Regions from separate parts of the Sus scrofa genome. Here region 2 is linked to region 1. A link is a contact called in public HiChIP or PLAC-seq data. All regions are on one chromosome and are shown on one strand. Each heading gives the region's core, a stretch centred on a gene start, on an enhancer-like site or on the middle of the called end of the contact. The rest is flanking DNA. Distances are from core to core; before and after follow the strand shown.

Region 1 (5,519 bases), core at 1,651-4,150:
CAAAGTGAAATACAAAGGGTGCTCCTTGTGTGTATATACATAAAACGTAAGGATCATATTAAATGCTATTCAGGGAGTTCTTGTCGTGGCGCAGTGGTTAACGAATCCGACTAGGAACCAGGAGGTTGCAGGTTCGGTCCCTGGCCTTCCTCAGTGGGTTAAGGATCTGGCGTTGCCCTGAGCTGTGGTGTAGGTCACAGACACGGCTCGGATCTGGTGCTGCTGTGGCTCTGGTGTAGGCTGGCGGCTACAGCTCTGATTGGACCCCTAGCCTGGGAATCTCCATATGCTGAGGGAGGGGCCCAAGAAATAGCAAAAAGACCAAAAAAAAAAAAAATGCTATTCAGTAAATACAAGACATGTCATTTCAAAACTGTTATCATATCTCACCTTGTTTCTGAAGAATTATTTATCTAAATTTACAGATCATAGCATAGCACTGGACCTTAGCAACCATCTGGTGTCCGTGTTTTCCAGACTTGACAGGAGCTTGATTTAAAGAGACAGAGTCAGGAGTTCCTGTTGTGGCTCAGCGGTCACAAACCCAACTAGTATCCTTGAGGATGCAGGTTCAATCCCTGGCCCCACTCAGTGGGTGAAGAATCTGGCATTGCTGTAGCTGTGGTGTAGGTCGCAGACGCCACTCAGATCTGGTGTTTCTATGGCTGTGGTGTAGGCCAGCAGTTACAGCTCTGATTGAACCCCCTAGCCTGGGAACTTCCATATGCCACAGATGTGGCCTTAAAAAAAAAAAAAAAAAAAAAAAAAAAGGATTGGGAGTTCCTGTCATGGCTCAGTGGTTAAGGAATCCGACTAGGAACCATGAGGTTGCGGGTTCGATTCCTGCCCTTGCTCAGTGGGTTAGGGATCTGGTGTTGCTGTGAGCTGTGGTGGAGGTTGCAGATGCGGCTCGGATCCCACGTTGCTGTGGCTCTGGTGTAGGACGGTGGCTACAGCTCCGATTGGACCCCTAGCCTGGGAACCTCCATATGCCACAGGAGCGGCCCTAGAAATGGCAAAAAGCCAAAAAAAAAAAAAAAAAAAAAAGGATAAATTCTAGCCTCCCCCTCACCTCAAATCCAGGGAAGGGGCCTAGAAATCTGTAGGAGAGTCCCAGGTGATTCTAGAACAGGCACACTTGAGAGACATGAACAGGTCAATCCTCATGTTTCTCAAATGAGGAAATCCGGGCCTAGAGAGAGGGGACATCCTGCTCAAGATGGAACTGGTTATTCAGGTAGAGCCAGAAATACTCCTGAGGCTTCCCGACCTGTCCAAATTGATGAAAGTTTCTTGCACGGCACCAAGATTGCTTATGGTATTTAAATTTGGGGGACAGCAAGACACAAAACCTGGAAGCAAACACCAGGGCAGACACCTGCTAGGAGCACCGGACGCAGCTGGGGTGAGTTAGTGGTTATAACTGATCCCCCAACCCAGCGCCGAACATTCTGGCAGCCACATTTGCCAGGACAACAGGTCAGGTGACTCCATTCAAGGGGCAATAAAATGATGCATCATCATTTCCTTTGCTAAGAAAAGCTTTCTCCTTTAACGAAAAAATTTAAAACCCTCCACACCTTAGCTCTCCTATTATGGCAGTGACAGGAGAAAGGGGTTAAGAAGGAGAAAGAAAATGGCTAAAAGAGAGATCCACCTCCTCTCAATTAGAATTCGTCCTTACAAGTGATGGATTTCACATGGGCTGTCTAGAGTTTCAACCTCCTCCATAGGCCATAAATAATTATGCATTGGAAGGGACCCCAGGACAGAATTCCATTGATCATTCTCTGGCACAGCCTAATGGTCTTCATGAGAATGGCCCGTGTGGAAAGAACTGTGTTTCCTGTGACAAGTTGTGGTCTTTGTGGCCCCGCCTGGCAAAGGGTCATAATCAAGTTGCAAGCTCCTGGCAGGTGGGGGATGCCCTTCCCGAGGCCCCCTTGCAGCTGTGGCATCTGCAGCTCACGGGCCTGCTGGTCTAACCAGGAGCAGTTTCCGGGTTTGTGTGTCTGCGTCATGTGCACCCTGCCACACTCGTGGGAAGCCAGACCCCACCCTGCTCCCCACTTGCGAGGCTGTGTGATCACATTTGTGGCAGCGCTGGCCTCTTGAAGAAGTTTCTCTTCCCAAGCTGTGTGGGTCTGCGAGGAGACACACAATTGCCTTTGTCATTTGTCCTTCCTGAGTGGGGACAAAAGCCCTTTCAGCTGCTGTGGAATGTACAAAAAGTTCTGTACTGAAGGGCTGTTGGGCCTGGCCTGGAATCCGGCAGACGGGGCTCAGACTAGGAAGCCTCTGCTTCCACCAGAAACTCCTGGGCCCGGCCCAGCCTCTGGGGCAGCCTGCTGTGTACCCGTGTGGAAGGGAGGCCCCAGAGATGCCCCCCCCCACCTGCACAGCACAGCGTGGATCCAAGTAACCTGTGACCTGCAACAACACACCCTAAGCATGGCTGAGCCGAGGTGCTGCGGGCCTGTCGAGCCAGGCTGGGCGTCAGGCATGGAGCTTTGCTGCCTCCCTCAACCCTCCCAACTCCTGAGGCTGCAATGGTGTTACCCCTGCTTTGCAGCTGGGGTGACTGGTCTTCAGAATGGGCCCCGGGGAATGCCTGCTGTGGCACAACTGGGTGGGCGGCGTCTTGGATTCGATTTCTGGCCCCAGCACAGTGTGTCAAGGATGCTGTGGCTTAGGTCTTGACTGAGGCGCAGTCTAATCCCTGGTCCAGGAGCTCCATATGCTGTGGGGCGGCCAAAAATGAAGGGGGTTAAAAAAAAGAGGGGGTGGCGGGGAGCCTGGGAGAGGACAGTGCTGAGACAGAAGAGCCAGGGCGCGAGGGGGAAGGAAGGAACTCTCACAGCTTGTGGGGAGGGCCCCAGGGCCTCAACACGGGGTGTGGACACTTTTATCTCCGGTTTAAACCAAGCAAAATAAAAATACAACCTACCCTTTGGGGGATGGGGGAAAGAACCTGCCACCACAAAACCTAAGAGTGGCACAAGTGGCCTTTTCTCATTGCTATTTACATCCCTGGGTGTTTCCACCATTGCAGAACCAGAGACTTAACACAAAGAAACCTGCTGCCAAAATACTGTGCAGTTTCCCAGGTTGCTATTGTCTGCTTTTTCTAACCAGGATCGGGCAGCTCCTAGGGTGCAGGAAGCCAACCATGGCTGAACTTTGCTCTAGTTTCAAAATGTAAATGAGCAAGTAGCAGGAGGAAGTGCCCAGAAACAGATCTGAGCTGTCAACCCCAGGGGAGCCCCAAGCGGCTACTCCCAGGGAGGGAGGAGGGAGGCCCCGGGGGAGGGCGACCCTGAAGGCTGGGAAACAGGTTTGCATGTTCGAAAGCAAATTGCCCAGGTCTCTGGGGCGGATTGCACAATCTTGCAATCTTCCAAGCAAGAGAGGAAGAAAGGAGAGCCGGGGTGTGGGGATCAGGCCAGTTTTTATACGCGATCTTGTCTAAACAAGACTCTTATCGAAGAGTAATCCTAAACGCTGGCCTTTCTTAATACCTCAGCTCCCTGGGGAATGGGTATGTGACTTTTGAGTTCCAGGAGGGGGATTAAATTGCCTCTTGGAGATGAGAGCCCCACATGAGCAGATAAGGTTGATAGAAATGGCGGGGTAGGGGGGATTCTCTTGTGTCCCATGGGGATGGTCTTCCAGATCCATTATCTTCCGCTGCACAAGGGGTGCTGGAGACAGAAGAAAGCTGATGTCTACTTACAGAGCAGCCTTTGGGGGGCGCAGCCCTGGGCTGCAGGTGCTGAGGAGGGGGTGGGAGACGGAGGAAGGGGCCTCGCTGGCTCTGCAAGGATCAGCTGAACAGGTGCAGGGCCTTAAGTTTTACTTCTATTTATTTATTTATTTTATCTTTTGTCTTTTTAGGGCCACACCCGCAGCATATGGAGGTTCCCAGTCTAGGGGTTGAATGGGAGCTGTAGCCACCAGCCTACACATGCCACAGCCACAGCAATGTGGGATCCGAGTGGCATCTGCGACCTACACCACAGTCCACATCAATGCTGGATCTTTAACCCATTGATGGAGGCCAAGGATCAAACCTGCATCCTCAAGGATACTAGTCAGATTGGTTTCTGCTGAGCCATGATGGGAACTCCTAATTTTTATTTTTTTATTTTTTATTTTTACTTTTGTCTTTTTAGGGCTGTACCTGTGGCATATGAAAGATCCCATGCTAGGGGCCAAATAGGAGCTGCAGCTGCCACCTAAGCCACAGCCATAGCAACTCCAGATCCAAGTTGCATCTGCAAACTACACCACAGCTCATGAAAATCCTGGATCCTTAACCCACTGAGCAAGGCCAGCATAGTCATGGATACTAGTCAGGTTCATAACCGCTGAGCCATGAAGGGAACTCCTAAGTTTTAAAGCTCGATTAAATCACTATAATGTGCCTCACACCCTGTTGCATGCTCCAGAAAAAAAACTCAAGTAGTTGACATATAATTAAATGTGTAATTAGTCTACCAAGTTCACAGCACCAAGATAGTGTTAGGGAAGGAACTATCACTGTAGGAGAGGCAGGCAACTGCCCAGGGTTGGGTGGGAAGGGATTAGATTCTGTGCTCAGACTGCCTGGCTTTCAAGCCACCTTGGCTGTGTGACTGGACCAGGTCTCTCTTTGCCTTGGTTTTCTCACCTATAAAATGGAAATCACTTCCGAGACTTGTTGTGAGGTTTCAATGTAAAATGCTTAGCATGGTGCCTGGAGTTCCTATTGTGGCTCAGCAAGTTACAAACCCGACTAGTATCCATGAGGATGTGGGTTTGATCCCTGGCTTTGCTCAGTGGGTTAAGGATCCCGCGTTGCCATAAACTGCGGCTTGGATCTGGTGTTGCTGTGGCTGTGCAGTGGGCTGGCAGCTGTGGCTCTGATTAGACCCCCTAGTCTGGGAACTTCCATGTGCTGTGGGTGTGGCCCTAAAAAAAAAAAATGCCCAACAGATATTAACCATCACTTATTATCATTATTATTACTCAAGACTCCGACCCTAGTTCTTCAGGTATTTACAACCTTAAGGGAAAGGCAAGTAAGGCATGTCCTAAAACAGAGCCACTCATCTGGTTACTGCTGGTAAGTGGCTGCAGATATCAGAGGGGGACAAAGATCTTTCGAGCAGGAATCATTAAAAGAGCCTTCATGGAAGATGAAGAACAGGGCCTTCAGAATTGGGTGGGAAGGAGTTCCCATCGTGGCACCGTAGTTAACGAATCCGACTAGGAACCATGAGGTTGCAGGTTCGATCCCTGGCCTTGCTCAGTGGGTTAAGGATCTGGCGTTGCCGTGAGCTGTGTCATAGGTTGCAGATGCGCCTCGGATCCTGCGTTGCTGTGGCTGTGGTGTAGGCCGGCGGCTACAGCTCCGATTTGACCCCTAGCCTGGGAACCTCCATATGCCGCGGAGGCAGCCCTAGAAAAAAGGCAAAAAAAAAAAAAAAAAGAACTGGGTGGGAAGAGAAGAGGTCAGGACATTCGGCCAGGAATGTATG
Region 2 (5,357 bases), core at 2,233-4,732, 220 kb after region 1:
TATTTGTACACATACACACAGACATACAGCGATCCTCCCACCAGGAGGTGAAGGACCTGGTGTCCTTGCAGTGTCCCTCAGCCCGGTGTGGGAAGGCCAGGAGGCACGGGCTCCCCCTGGGAGCACCCGTGGTGTGCAGTGTGAGCCAGGGCCGGGAGGTGGGTGCGTCTCTAACAGCCCCCCTCCCGTCCGAGGAACAGAAGAGGCAGCCCTGGCCCGAGCTTTCCACACACCTTCAAGTGAGAAATGTACCAGATGGCGCTTGAAAACGAAAACCCAAAGTGCAGATAAAAAAGGAATTCCCTGATAGGCCCGCGGGGACTGCCTTCCTGGGCGAATTCCAAGAGCATCATGCTGTAGGGCTGAGGGGGCCAGCAGGGAAATGACCCACCCACCAGCACCCTGGGACCCCGGTAGAGAGGGTGTCACAGACACAGAGGCCTGCTCAGAGAAGAGGGGCTGGGCTCCGGCTCCTCTTTGGGTCTCTAATCACAGTCCCCATTTGGCCGCAGGCAGGAGGGACCCAAATGGCCAGGGTCTGGCCTGGGTCACCCAAGAAAGCCGGAGGGGAAAGTGGGCTGTGGGGGGTGAGATGTGTTAAGGACAGTCCTTCAGATGGCCGGTCTCTCTATTATAACCCCCGGAGGGGTTTACACTGTACCTGTTGCCCGGAAAGGTAAGGCTAGGAGGAACGAGGTGCTGATGCAAGGTATTTAGCAAGGGCTGAGACCAGCAGCCAGGCATGTGTCCCAGGGGCCACGGCCCAGGGCAGGAGGTGGCCGGGCATGTTTCCAGAGTGGTGGGGGCAGGCAGAAATGGAAGGTTAGTTATGGCTGGAACTCAGTGGCCCTGGCCAGACACCAGAGGCCCCAAAGGCACTTGGCGACAGAGGGGAAGAGCACAGTGGGGCCCAGCTGGCCTCACTGGGCAAAGCGGGGCAAGACCAAGCAGCGCTCACTCTCTCAGACCTGCGAGAGGACCCCGAGGTCCATCCTCTTCCACCTTCCACTCCTTTAAGCCAGGAGTGCCCTGGACAGGACCTGAGGGGTAGGCTGTGAGACCAGGGCCATGGGGCTCCCCAGGGCCCAGAGGCCTGGTGGGGGCAGTGAAGTACAGCTGTGAGGCTCCCCCACCAGGGTTCTTGGGAGATAAGTCCAGTCACCACGACTCTAAGTCGCTTAGGGTTCAGGCAGACTGTCTCCCGAGGGGTCGAGGAAGGAACTCAGGGGAACCCTCATGGCCCAGCCCCAGGGCAGCTCATCGGGCTCCTCTTTGGTTGGCAGAAGCTGAGGTTTGAGACTATAGCTTGTGCGAAGTTGGAAAATCCAGGGTCAGGGATGCTGCAGGAGAGGGACAGGTATGGGGCTTCCAGATGGGCGCGGGGAGGTACCCAAGCCTCGGAGACCCTTACCACACACTTAGCTGATGTGGATGCGCTGCAGAGAGGTCCCCACGTTGATGTGGCCTCCCAGCTAGTTGTGTGCTCATAAAGGCCACGATGTCCGAGTTCCAAGGAACAAGGGATTTGTTTCTGATGCAAATCTGGTCCTCCCAGCTCCAGATGAGCAGCTCCCAGTCCCAGCTGGGCCTGAGGAGAAGTAGGGGCGAGGTGGCGGAGGCGAGGAGAAGGAGGGCTGCAGCCAGCAGAAGTGTCCCCTAGAGCTGTATTTCCCTGAGGCCCTGCACCTCCCCTGACCCGGGCTCTAGCGGCCTGCCTGTCACCCGCCCTCCCTTCCGGCTGCTGCCACGTGGCATCAGAGTTCTCGGGGGATGATGGAGAAGGGCAGCACTGGGCTGCTGGCCTCCAGCTCGAGGGCGGTGAGGAAGCAGTCGGTGGCAGCCTCGCTCTGGCCCTGGGCCTGCAGCACCTCGCCCAGGCCCTGCCAGGCCTCGTGGCAGGTGCTCTGCCTCTCCACGGCGTCCCGCAGCACCTTCTGGGCCAGGCTCTTACGGCCCAGCCGACTCAGCATCAGCCCCTGGGGAGCAAGCACAGGGTGGGGTGAGTGAGGCTGTCCCTGGGCCGGGGGTGTCCAATGGGCTAAGAAGCAGAAGCACGTGTGGCCACGAGCCAGGGTGGGCCCGCCTCTCAGGCTTGGGGATGTCAAGTGACAGGTCGTGACCCACGTGAGTCCTGTCTGTCTGTCCCAGCCTGGCTTCCATCCAGCCCGGCCTCCTGGGTCACCTGCAGTGGGAACTCTGCCCCTCCTGGCCCCAGGGGATGGGCTTTCAACTCAGCAGACCTGGCTTTGGGTCTCCCCAGTACAGCTGCGGGACTCTGGGCACGTCACCGCTCTCTGGCCCTTGGGTTCCTCATTTGTAAATGCGAAGGACCACCGTGCCCACCTTTAGGGTTGTGACGTTTACACGACAGTACAGGCAAAGCACTTGAATGATGCCTGGCATGTGTGAACTCGAAGTCATGGGTGTGGACCCTGAGTCCCTGTGCTGCACTGTGGCACCGCCCTTCTCCCCAAGGCACACTCGAGACCGAGGAGGGTACACTCCAGGCTTGAGGGTGGAGGGACAGGTCCTGTGCCTACAGCAGTGGCCTGTCCTCCTGGGACTTAAAACCCAGCCCAGCCTGGCCTGGCAGGCGAGGGGTGCAGGAAGAGAGTCAGATGGCCAGAGACAGGGACGGATGGATGCTGGGTGAGGGGAGGGCCTCTGCGGAGGGGTCAGGACCACCCAGGAGGCTTGGCCCTGCTGTTTGGCTCCAACGACCCTGAGCAATAGAGGAAGTGATGGGACTGGTCCCAAAAGGGTTGGGAAGTGAAACTGGCACCCTGTTCCTTGATGTCCCCGTCCACCCACACTGAGGAGGATGTGGGGAGGTGGGGGGCCAGGGTCCTCATGTGACCTCCAGTCCCAGAAAGGTTGCTTTGCACCAACCCATCCAAGTGTGTTCCAGCCCTCAAAGGTGTCACAGAGCAGCACACAGCGCCGGGGGCCAGCCTCTCGTTCAAAGCCATAGATAAAGCCTGAACCACACTGGCTTCCTGGACAGGCGGGGGCTGAGGAGCTGCCTTCTATGTGCCTGGAGCCCCCTCGCGGGTGCCCGCCCACGGATGGCCATGTACATTTTTAGCTGGAACATTTTCCTCCCGCCGCACTCCCCAGAGTTAGGCCCTCCGTTGCTATGGAGACCCACTGGGGAAGATGCACATGGCTGATTTCATAAAGTCCTCTGAGGGCCTGGAACACGACCAATTAGGCAAGAGTAAAAGATGGGGCTCAGGAAGCCCTAGAAAAGCCCCTCTCTCCCTCTCTGGAGGTGCCGGCTGGCTGTCTTGGTGGCCAGGGGGCCGGGCAGGGAAGGGGAGCTGTTCGAGGCAGGGCCAAGCCGTCCTCAGGGAACCGCAGGGATGGGGGCGCACAGGGGAACCAGGGGCAGGGTGGAGGCTGAGGCACAGCCCCTGGATCTGGCCAGAGAGGAGCGGTGCTGACTCAGGGCTGCCCGGGACCGGAGGGCAGTGCCCAGCCTGACCGGCAGGGCTCCAGGCCAAGCTGTTCTGCCCGCATGGCCTGGGAGCTGGACCCTGAGCAGCTCATGATGGAACAGGGCCCACAGGGAGGAGGGCAGGAAGGCGAGACGACAGGCCGCCAGACACCACAATTAAGCACCAAAAATGGAAGGTTTGAGCCCTGTGAGTGCTGCCCATGGGGGAGCAACGAGGACGGACAGAGAAGGCCAGCAGCACCTCCCAGAGCGGGGGTGGGGCCCTGTGGTTTTTACACACCAAGTTTTCTCTATTGAGCTTCCATGGGAGACTTTGTTTGAAAAGTGGGCTCTACAGCTAAAAAATGAGTTTAAAAACCCCTGATCTTGAGAAGTGTGTAGGTGTTTGGGAAGGGGCCCAGATGCATCTGCAGCCTGAACAGGGCACAGGTATGTTTGGGGTGGGACGGAGGGTTGGTTTTCCTCGCGGTGCTGAAGGTTTTGGGGAGGCTTCTCTGTGTGTCCTGTGTAGAGGGACAAAGCCCAGGGCTGCAGAGCTGGAAGACCTGGCCGGGCTGGACTCCCAGCTCTGTCTCTGACAAGGGCCGTGACCGTGGGCAAGTGGCCCATTTTCTCGGAGCCACTGTTTCCTCATCTGTAATCTGGGGCAGCGAACAGTCCTCCTTTGTAGGCTACTGTGGGGATTCTGCAAGGATGGATTTGAAACTGGGTAGCAAGGCGCAGGTTGGGGCTGACAGCAAATGGAAGTGTCCCCAAGCTGAACAGAGGGTCAGGGTGGCGGGAAGGGGGGACAAGGAGGGTGCAGAAGAGCAGATTCCTTTAGAGGGCAAGGCTCCCCCTGGGGTTGGATCACGTCCCCCCCTCCCAACCCTGGGGTGCTGACCTTAGCGCCTGAAAGGAGACACCGGGGTCAGGCTGGGGCCTGGAGGCCCAGGGCCTGTAACAGGATCTGCGGCCACCTGCCCGAGACACCAGCCTGTTCAGTTCATGTTTGGTAGCAACTCGAGCTGTTTGCTGCCTGACAACTGGGCGGGGCCCCGCCCCAGGAAGATGCGAGGTCTCACCTGCTCTGCCCCCAGCTTGGCACTGGGCCGAGGGCCCACGGTCCGGCACCCTCTTGGCACCCTGACCCCCAGCTGCCCTGAGAACAGGTCTCCAGGGAGAAGGTGGGAACCCAGAACCGGCATCTCGATTGCATCCCAATGTCCCTGCTGACCCCTCCCGACCCTGTGCTGAGAGAGGAGACCAGACCTGCTGAGTGACTTTCAGCTTCTGACACTTGACCTGGGAGATGGCACGGCTGTGCCTCCCACGCCGGGATGGGAACGACGTGCATGCTGCTCAGGGTGACGGAGCATCACGCCTATAACGGGCGCCGCTCAGGGAGGGCAGGGCCACGGAGTTCCCAGGCCTTCCCGCCCTCATCATTCCCTCTTTCCTCCCTTCCTGGATCTCCGCGATGGCAGAGCCTCTGGCCACCGCTCCTCTACCTGGGACCCTGCTCCTCCCGAAGTCTTCCCCAAGGACGGCCCCTTCTGCCCACATGGTCACCTGAGATCGTGCTGTTACTGGGGGCTCGAGGATGCCATCCTGGACGCGCTCCCCTGAGGCTGAGGCAGGGGGCCTGGCACTACCAGCCCCACAGAACGGCAGCTCAACAGGGTCTGGGTGGCGGGATGTCCTGGATACAAAACCTGGCACACCAGCGGCCTTTACCTGTCCCTAGTGACCTCCTCGTAGGGCCACAAAGGCAGGCAACCTGAGAAGCCCCACCCCAGCTGGGGTCTGGTCTCGGGTTTGCAGGGAGACTGTGAGGGGACCGTCTTTGTTAGGAAGCCGGGTTCTCTGCAGAAGGACAGGGTGGGGTCAGGAGCGGCAGCCAGGATGGGGACGAAGGGGA

The links. HiChIP or PLAC-seq counts read pairs in DNA pulled down with a chosen protein or histone mark.
Region 2: an H3K27ac HiChIP or PLAC-seq map of skeletal muscle shows a contact between it and region 1. The contact joins two enhancer-like sites. A contact is called at or near these places in 1 of 47 Hi-C or Micro-C datasets (fetal heart ventricle) and 1 of 2 datasets of contacts at active chromatin or transcription factors (skeletal muscle).

Annotation. Positions count from the first base shown.
Region 1 is chr3:93,235,816-93,241,334 of Sscrofa11.1, forward strand. No RefSeq gene overlaps it. Among named protein-coding and RNA genes, the nearest start is that of EPCAM, 53 kb to the left of the region's middle. Within about 2 kb of position 2,901, at least 49 of the 83 cell types and tissues checked have an H3K27ac peak or open chromatin away from gene starts, as enhancers often do. A contact at or near this core is called in skeletal muscle, where this site is marked.
Region 2 is chr3:93,457,874-93,463,230 of Sscrofa11.1, forward strand. TTC7A (tetratricopeptide repeat protein 7A) reads right to left here. Exons shown (of 20, transcript XM_021087552.1): 20 at 1-1,976. The coding sequence ends at 1,755. Among named protein-coding and RNA genes, the nearest start is that of STPG4, 74 kb to the left of the region's middle. Within about 2 kb of position 3,483, at least 31 of the 83 cell types and tissues checked have an H3K27ac peak or open chromatin away from gene starts, as enhancers often do. A contact at or near this core is called in skeletal muscle, where this site is marked.